2 separate regions of the Anas platyrhynchos genome follow, and region 1 is linked to region 2. A link is a contact called in public Hi-C data. All regions are on one chromosome and are shown on one strand. Each heading gives the region's core, a stretch centred on a gene start, on an enhancer-like site or on the middle of the called end of the contact. The rest is flanking DNA. Distances are from core to core; before and after follow the strand shown.

What was found. A called contact is a pair of places that touch in the nucleus more often than the background predicts.
Region 1: a contact with region 2 is called in a Hi-C map of F1 follicle, with 4 times the contacts expected there. The contact joins two enhancer-like sites. A contact is called at or near these places in 4 of 8 Hi-C or Micro-C datasets (F1 follicle, liver, skeletal muscle and 1 more).

Annotation. Positions count from the first base shown.
Region 1 is chr20:3,584,477-3,588,578 of IASCAAS_PekinDuck_T2T, forward strand. It overlaps RPH3AL (rabphilin 3A like (without C2 domains)), which reads right to left. Exons shown (of 13, transcript XM_072026113.1): 8 at 2,978-3,107. Among named protein-coding and RNA genes, the nearest start is that of RPH3AL, 16 kb to the right of the region's middle. Within about 2 kb of position 1,950, at least 1 of the 8 cell types and tissues checked has an H3K27ac peak or open chromatin away from gene starts, as enhancers often do.
Region 2 is chr20:3,505,001-3,509,402 of IASCAAS_PekinDuck_T2T, forward strand. It overlaps TEX14 (testis expressed 14, intercellular bridge forming factor), which reads left to right. Exons shown (of 35, transcript XM_072026048.1): 17 at 1-813; 18 at 1,527-1,633; 19 at 2,136-2,215; 20 at 2,756-3,022; 21 at 3,571-3,671; 22 at 3,979-4,092. Among named protein-coding and RNA genes, the nearest start is that of RAD51C, 14 kb to the left of the region's middle. Within about 2 kb of position 1,526, at least 2 of the 8 cell types and tissues checked have an H3K27ac peak or open chromatin away from gene starts, as enhancers often do.

The DNA.
Region 1 (4,102 bases), core at 700-3,199, 80 kb after region 2:
TTGCTTAGGGAGACAATTTACTCCCCCCAGCTGGGTTTCACCCATCTCCCCACCGAGGCTGCTCCAGCTATAAGCCAGGAGCTCTGCTCTGCGGGATGAAGGCTTGGTGCTCACTTAGCCCTCAGTGCCCACGCTCGGAGGAGGAGAGCAGCAGAAAGACAGTACCTTAGGAATGGCTTCACTGCATGAGCAAACACACCCAAATATTTCGGTCAGCGCAGCCCAGAGGCAGAGCTCTCGGTTCTGCTAACAGCTCAACAGATGGCTTTTGTCAAGGCTTTTGCTCTGTCTGCATCCCAACGGGCACTTTAATGGCGTTTTGGCTGGGATGCCTACAGGTTTTCAGGAAGGGCAGAGAAATAAGAAACAACCTGTTTGGTCTGGTGCATATCGATATTCAAGATGGTGCTACCCAAGCCAAGAGGGACTGCAGATGCAAGCAGAAGATAGTGCCGCAGTTAGGAGGCACCTTCTGAAATGCACCAAATTCTCCCTTTCTGAGACCAAAACCTGAGGGAGTAACTCAGTCGTAAATACCCTCAGAGATCCCAATCCCCGCATATAGCACATTCAAACACTCCCCCTAGTGGAAATTTCCCAACAACTTTCCTCCTAGCCATAAATTTTGAAAGCTCCAACACAAAACTGGGCTCTCTTCCTCCCCTTCCCTGCAGACTAGCCGGGAAATCGAGTATCACCCACAACCCCTCAGAAGACATAAAAATCAAAGATGCTAAACACAGCCCTGTTCTTCATTAAATACAAGATATCTTTCTTCTCCTACTTCTCTTTCACCTTTTATACATGATCCTGATACCCTCTGCATGGTAAATTGCACATTATGCTTCATCTGACTACTGCTATTGTTAACACGTCTGTATTTGCATACATCTTTGTCTTGCCATAATGCATTTATTTCTAAGATAATAAAACCCAATATTAAAATCATTCTTCATTTTGACCTATAAATGCTAAAACAGAAAGTGGCACTTAGGAAATCCATCAGGCTCCAAGAGCTATCGAGCCTCTATTCAGCAGAAGGGACTTGCAGAAGGTAAGCCCTCTGCTATATTTCAGATGTATCGTTACAGCAATCCCTGTTATTGAGCTAAAAGGGCCGCAACGACTTTCCAATGAGATGGTAACAAGAAAGCAAGAAAAATATGAACTTTAAAAATCCATAATTCCCTGACAAGTCATTGCTTATCGCGTTCAACGCTGCACAAGTGATGGATATCCCTGGGGATTGGGGACAAGCTTAAAGTAACAGCCCCCTCTGTGTGCTCTGCTTAGGGATCGACTGTTTTTGGGTTCACACCACTGCGTTACAAAGCAGGAAGGGGAAAAGCCCAGGGCACCCACTCACCATTGCCCTGAGCTCGCACACGGCAGAGAAGCGCAGCCAAGCTGAAAGCAGCTGCAAAACGCACACTGGGAAAAACAGGATCTCACCTTAGGTCAACCTCGATGTGAATCCTCCTGAACTGTCCAACAGACTAAAAGAGAACAATGAAAAAAAAAACTACCCCAAAACCAACTAAAACCCAAGAAGAACCAGTTCTTCTTTGGGTCTTTCTGGTTACAGCTCCTCAGGAGCCTCGGGCACTCCCAGCCTCGCTAGCTCTAGGGGTTATTCCTGCAACTGCAAAGGGGCAGAGCAGGGCAGGGTCTGCAGCAGCTCTGCCTCCACGTGCTAGTGTGCGGGGCTTGCAGGAAGGAGGTTAGGAAGTGCTGCAGCACCATGACCTAGCTGGCTTCAGACAAGGTGAGAGCAGAATCGCCAGGGGAAGGAGGCAGGAATACAGCACATCCTGTTATTCTGCATGCTTGAAATGCAGGAAACAGCCTGCCGCCTCCTGTCTGCCAGGCAGCCCTTTATTGTCCACAGACACGTCTGCACAGAGCCCGTGCTCCCCTCCGAGAGAGTTGCCCTGCAGCTCCCCTTTGCTGGGCCCTCGGTGCTGCCTGCAGGACCTGCAGCTCACCAACTCCACCAGCACAGCAGGTTCTCCATCACAGCCTGCACAGCTGCTTAAGCACAGAGCTGCCAGCACACACCCCTGCGTGGTAAGACGTGGGATTTACTCAGTGCTGCCCTGCAGACTCCATGGGACAACTCTGCAGTGATGGGGTGGGTGGCACCAGCAAGTGTCCCCTTGGCTCTGGTGCCCAGCAGGGACACCAGGCTGCTCCCTCCCACCCTGACACCAGTCAGAAGCACTCCTGCACCCACTGGTACCCTCACCTCTCCCCAGGCACTGCTCTGAGCACTCGCACAGACATCTCCCCAGGGAAGGATGGGCTTCAAGTGCAGGAGAAGCAGCCTCCCAGCAGAGGGAGGATAAGGTGGTTGCCTTGGAGATCCTCATCTCCGCAGCAATGCAGTTTAACCCCTGCTTGTCGGGGAGCCCAGACGAGCAATAATCATCCCACAGGGATGTAGGATGTTATGTAGGACCTACACACTATGTAGGTCTCCCTACATGCCTGTGCTCCCTTCCAAACAACACCTGTGCAGTCCTGCCAATGACACACACAGTCACTGATGCACAGGTAATTTATGTATCATTGAGGTTGGAAACCTTACACTGGTTTGGAACTTAAAGATGGGTTTGAGCCCTCTGTAGAAACACATTACTGGAAGGTCTAAGGGCAGACCCTGCAGGAAGGAGCAGTAAGGTACACAGACACTTCTATAGGTGCCTCTGACAGACGCACATTTCTGCCCTTTCTCTGGAACGCCAGTATCTACCCGGCTGATGCACACCATCTCAGCAGTAAGTGCAGTTTGGGCACTTTAGGATCACAAGGAATAAGGTAAAAAGAAAAAACCCTGTGGCTTGACAGCACCAACCCGGTCAAGCAGGGCTAAGATAAGTTAACTCCACAGAGCGATCTCCCTTCCGAGAGCCCCAGTGGCCTTGCCTGGACAGACCTGCTACCAGGAGTAGGCAGGAACCCCTGTGAGCAAACCCACCTTTTTGCAGTCCTGACAGAAGACCGAGGTGCTCCCCAGCAGCCCGAGCAGCTCCCCGCAGAGCAAGCACTGGGAGAGGCCGTTTCCCATCGCGTTCTTTCTCATGTTCTCCAGCCGCTCCACCAGGCGCCTGCAGGGAACAAGGCCAGGCAGAGGTCACAGCAGGTCCTTGGGCACTGCAGAACGGCTCTGTGGCAATCTCAGATCTACAGGAGGAAGCTGTGCCAAAAACCTACAGGTGTGTGCTCCAGGTTCAGCCTTCTCGTGGAGTTCGGAGCCCCTTGCTGGGACCGTATGTACCCTCGCTTCAGTCTCTGCGCTCAGTGTTTCCTAGTAGCTGGCTCTTGGTCCTCAGGGAATAAAACCCCTGTAAGTCCATCTGCTGGTGCTCACCGAGACCAGGAGAAGCAAAACTGGGAGCACCACTGGCAGGCACGGCTCAGCCAGTGTGCACAGGGCAGATGGCTCACAAGAAAAGCACCCAGCACCCTTCAGGAGCTCAGTGCCACCTCGGCAGCACAGTCTCAGCACAGTGATTTCCTGCCTGGGGAGCAGGAAAAGGGTTCAGTGCTCACACCAGGGCAAGTCAGCACACGGAAAGGGCAGAGGAGTTAGACAGTGAGACCTGCCAAGCCCTGCTCTGTTTTCACATGCCCTCCCTGAAAGCAGCACTGCAGGCATGCGACTTACATCTCATTAGAAGCAGGAAGGCCAGACCGAAGCCATCAGACCAAAATGAGCCTGGCTACGGTACAAGAATGCCAGCAACTACCCCCTGCTTCGTTCGACAGCCTGCTTGGAAGACAGGAAGCACATATTGTATGCACAACGTCCACAGCAGCAGGACCACGGAAGGGAAGGAAGGAGGGACAGGCGATTCGGAAGCGAGATGCGGAGGGCGTGCAGAGCGAGGCTGCTGTCGTGAGATCGCTGCGAGGCCATTGTCGGGCATCGTCTGTCGGCGGGGAGGATGACAAACAGCCAAACATTTCTCAGAGGCAGCAACCAGCCGCAGCCACGTGGCTCGGTCCTGTTATCCTTGCATCCCCCTTCTCATTAGTGCTAATGTCCCACCAGCCAAGCCCCGCGCTGCGAGGAGGGCAAGGTCTGTTTGGAAGAGGCACT
Region 2 (4,402 bases), core at 276-2,775:
GAAATGAATGAAATCTTTGCCAGTTACCCAGAATCTCAAGAAGACTTCCTGGAAGAAGGAGCTGGAGTAGGTCAGACTCTAAAGGATAAAGAAAAGCAGCAAAAGGTAAAAGATAAGCCTGCCCTCAGAGACCTCTTTGTGTCCCCTGGAGCGTCATGTGAGGAAAAGCCAGCTTCTGAGGAAGGTAGCTTTTCAGACTCAGTCACAGAGGATACTACAGAAGAGGAGGAAGGAGCAAGTGAGGTCTCTGACCTGTGCCTGCTGGCACAGGTGAGAGGAGATGCTGGGAGAAGAATGAGTGGTCCGTCCCCAGATGAGCAGCACATCAGTAAATGTGTCCTTAATTTAAAGATCATTCAGAGCATGTTGCAGCAGGCAGCAGATTCCCTGTGCAGAACAGAGTTAAAACTGGACAAATTCATTGCCAATGAAAGACAAAATAAGCTGCTCCAGGAAATGGGAATGTATCAGGTTTCTAAGCAAACTTTTAATGACAGACATTGGAACAGATCTGATGATATCTACGAAAATACCAATAACCCTTTTTCTGGAGCTAATATTTTTTTATGGAAAGCCATAGGTCCACCCTCAAGTGACTATATTCCACCTCTGGTAACACGTGAGGCACGAGGAGGTTTGGGTGGAAATGGTTTCCAGGCTTTTTCAAAGGCAGCAGGGGAAATGCAGGCAGCTCAGAATGAAAAGTGGAAGAGCTTTCATCAGATGCGTAAGAGTAAAAATGAAAACAACCAGCATGATCTCAGCTTCAGTGGGGTGAAAAGCCTGGATAACCAAGAGGGCCTAGACCGTGAGGTAAAGTGTGGAGCAGGTGTTTGTTACTACTGTGTTCTTTAATGGGTTTATGGTAAAGAGAAAGTTACAAATGGCATCCAAGAGAAAGGAATAATCTGTCTTTTAAAATGCATGTGCATGCTATATGCATTATATATAGAAAACAAAATGGTCAACTCAGTGTTGCAGTAGTAATCTTATTTTTTCCCCAGCAAAATACTTGTCTAATAACTGAGGAGGGAGTAAAATCTTGTGCTAAAATTGATGTGGGACTGTTAGGGAAAATGGCAAGCAGAGAAAGATTATTTTTTTACTACTTTTTTTGGGGGTGTAGGGCAGTATACTTAGTTAAGGAGGTCAGAGCTGCCCCTTAATGATCTAGAATTCTTTATTAACTGTAAGTAGCTGACATGCTTAGCTGAAAAAGAGAGAAATGTGTGTTGTATCTGCTGTGGGACTGATCTTGGGTCATTAGGTCTACTTCCTCTGGGAGCCAGGTGTCATGACAGTCCGCTTACATACACATGAAACCTGCTATAGCTCCAGGCAGAGCTTTTAATAAGTTAAGGCCTGGAGTTGTGATCCTTTCACTTGAGAAGTACTACTGATACTGAAATAAAATGTAGGAAGTAAAATTTGCATGATCTGGTTCTTAGTATGTCCCATAGACAGCTCAACTGATAATTAACAGAGTGCCCAACGTGCTGAATCATGGCTTGTTGGACTCGTTTCAGCATTTACTCCCACGTGTATCTGTAAGATGCAAAAATAAGTTCAACTTGCAGTGTCAGAGAGGGAGTGATTCACATTCTGCAGCAAGTGGAAGTGAAGAAGAGAGGTGGTAAGTTTTGATCACGTTCACAAAAGAATTAATTCTAGCAGATTCATCTTGCTACAGCCACTGTCAAAAGTAGATACATCCAGGATAAAAGATGGCATTGAATGTTTTTACAGTAAGCCAGAAGCCATCTGTCCAATTAGGACCCTACCGTGACTCATTGTCAGCTGCAGAGCTGACAGGGTAACTACTGCAACAGGGCAGTTACCTCTATAGAGTGGTATTCAGACAGATTGCGAATGCTTTTCTGATAGAGGTCAGTAGTCTGAAACTAACAGTGCCTAAGGAGAGCAATCTAATAGTGAAGCTAGTAGTAAGGCGGCTCTTTTCTCTGTACACAGCCTCATTCAGTTCTCGGTAGAAACACTCTGGCTTTTATAGGAGTAGGATTAGGCCCTACATTAGGGGCTGTGGGACAACTTCTAGTGTTCTATTGACTGGGAATACTTAACAGAATACGCTTGTGCATTAACAGTTTCTCTTGTCTTGTAATAATTTATCATAGGTGCTATCCAAAATCAGCTTCTGAAATTTACAGCACAAAAATAAGTGAGGAGAGAAGGATGAGGCAACCAGAGTGGAGAAGTAAGTAAATCGGCGTTAACGTTAGCAATCTTACTGCAGTGCAGTGCATTAAAACTTAACACATTTCGTTAGTTTACAAAGGTCTGTCTGCCTTAATCGCTTTATTAGGCTGTTCTTGGTGGAAAACCAAATGAGTGGAATCCAGCATCTTGTGCATTCAGGCCATGGAATAATCACAATCACACTAAGATGGTTTGACTATAAAGCTCAAGGAATATCTGACCCTGTTTCAGAGGATGTAAGGGAGGGACAGCATATGAATTTAGAAAGGGTAGTATAGCAACGACCAGTGGGTGGCAGTAAAGAACGAATAATAGAGAATGCAAACTAACAAAAATTATTCATGTGAAGGCTTGTCTGTATTGATTTATGCAGGTTTTAAATTTAAATAGAAGGAAGTGTCTAGTTCTTCTCTGTATAAAGGAATACACAGGCTTATAATTTTAGCATTTCCAAGTATGCAGATACAATGAAACATGGGAAAGGGTTTGAAGGTTTAGATCCTGTTGCGCAGGCTGGAGATTTTGTTCTTTTGTGTAGATGAAGTAAAGCAAATGGCCAAAAGAGTGGCCTCAGGACAACTGGAACTGATTTCTACAAATCCAACCAGTGAATGTACATCTGAAAGTGAAACGGAGAGTATAGAGGAAGCCTTTCAACATGTCGCCATTAGGGTCCAAAAAAGTCGAGACCAACAGAGAGAGAGATGGCGTGCAGGTGACAACGTTGAGCCTTGGGATGTGGGTTGTGAGGATAGATCTGCATCTGAGGAGAGTGATTTGGAGTCAATGTTCATAAGTTCTGGGGGTAAGGCTGAAAAAAGGATTATTTCATCTCCCTTTTTGTCTCTTTCCATCTCTCAGCAGATTTCATCTCCTGCGATTTTGTTAAAATAATTGGCCATCTTCTCTTTCAGAGTCTCCTGTCCAAAGCAGGTCAATGGCTAAGGCATTGGCTAACATAACGTAATACTCAGTTCTGTTATTTAATAACTGGATGTAATGTCCAGTGAGCGTGGAGACCCTTCATCATCATTAACATATATTAGTATGGGAGACCCAAAGCTTTTAAATCTATGGCTATGCTCTCACACCTTTATTTCTTTTAATTGGAGTTGAAAGGTGCTTTTTCTGTAGCAGCACAGTACAGACAGTGTTTTTGTAATAGTTACAGATAAAGGAACAAGGAAAGCTTCACCTGCTTAGATTAATGCTGTCTTCTGCCTGTCATTTCTCCATGTTTTTGGCAGACAGTGTAGTTTTACTCTCCATTCTCATTGATGCTACATCAGTGTTCAGAGCACTAAATTCATGTTACTTTTAGCCTAATGATTGTGTTTCATTGTGACATCCTAGGGAGAAGTTGCCAGTCACCATCACAATATGAACAAGCAGGATCTGGAATAACTATTCCTAAGAGTTCAGTCATTCCTCAACAAGCTGAGATTCTCTCTAGAGTATGTATAGTATTCCAAGAAATCTAGTTCCTGCTTGTTTTCCCTGAAACGTTTTAGCCTGTTCTCTCCATGTTGCTCACTGAACTACCAGAACAGCTGATTGTTTCAGCTGTGATACAACTAGCAGTCCTCCTGACATATTACGTATAATGGTTCTGTAAATTGTGAGGCGCAGGAGCTGAGTCGAAACATAGAACAATCAATTTATATATTGTTTCAGTTTGATGTATTATTGTTTAACATTACTGACTAAAATGTATATTCAATAGAGCGAAGAAAGCATCTTAAATGATAACATCTTTCACAGGGGCATTCGAGAGAATTACCTTGTTCTCATACTTCATCTGCTGACATGTCTGAAGAATTCTTGACTCCAGATTATTTCCTTCCTCCTACTGCTCAGGGAAATACAGATCTAGAGGTAAAAATCACAGACAAGACAGGAATGAACTCTGTTTCAAGAATGTTGGATGTAAGTTAAATCACATGTGAGTTTATCAGGCTCCCATTTGATTTGAAGAAATGTAGAAAAATGGGAGAACTTTTTTTTTCTTCTGAGTATTTACAGAAAGATTTACCTAAATGGAAGAAAATTTTGACCCCATTCCTTTAAAAAAAAAAAAAAAAAAACAAAACAAACAAAAAAACAACACCAAAAACACCCAAACTTCTAAAACAGGAGGGACATGTTTTCTTGATTTATTTACTAGGAAATTATATAATCTATGGAG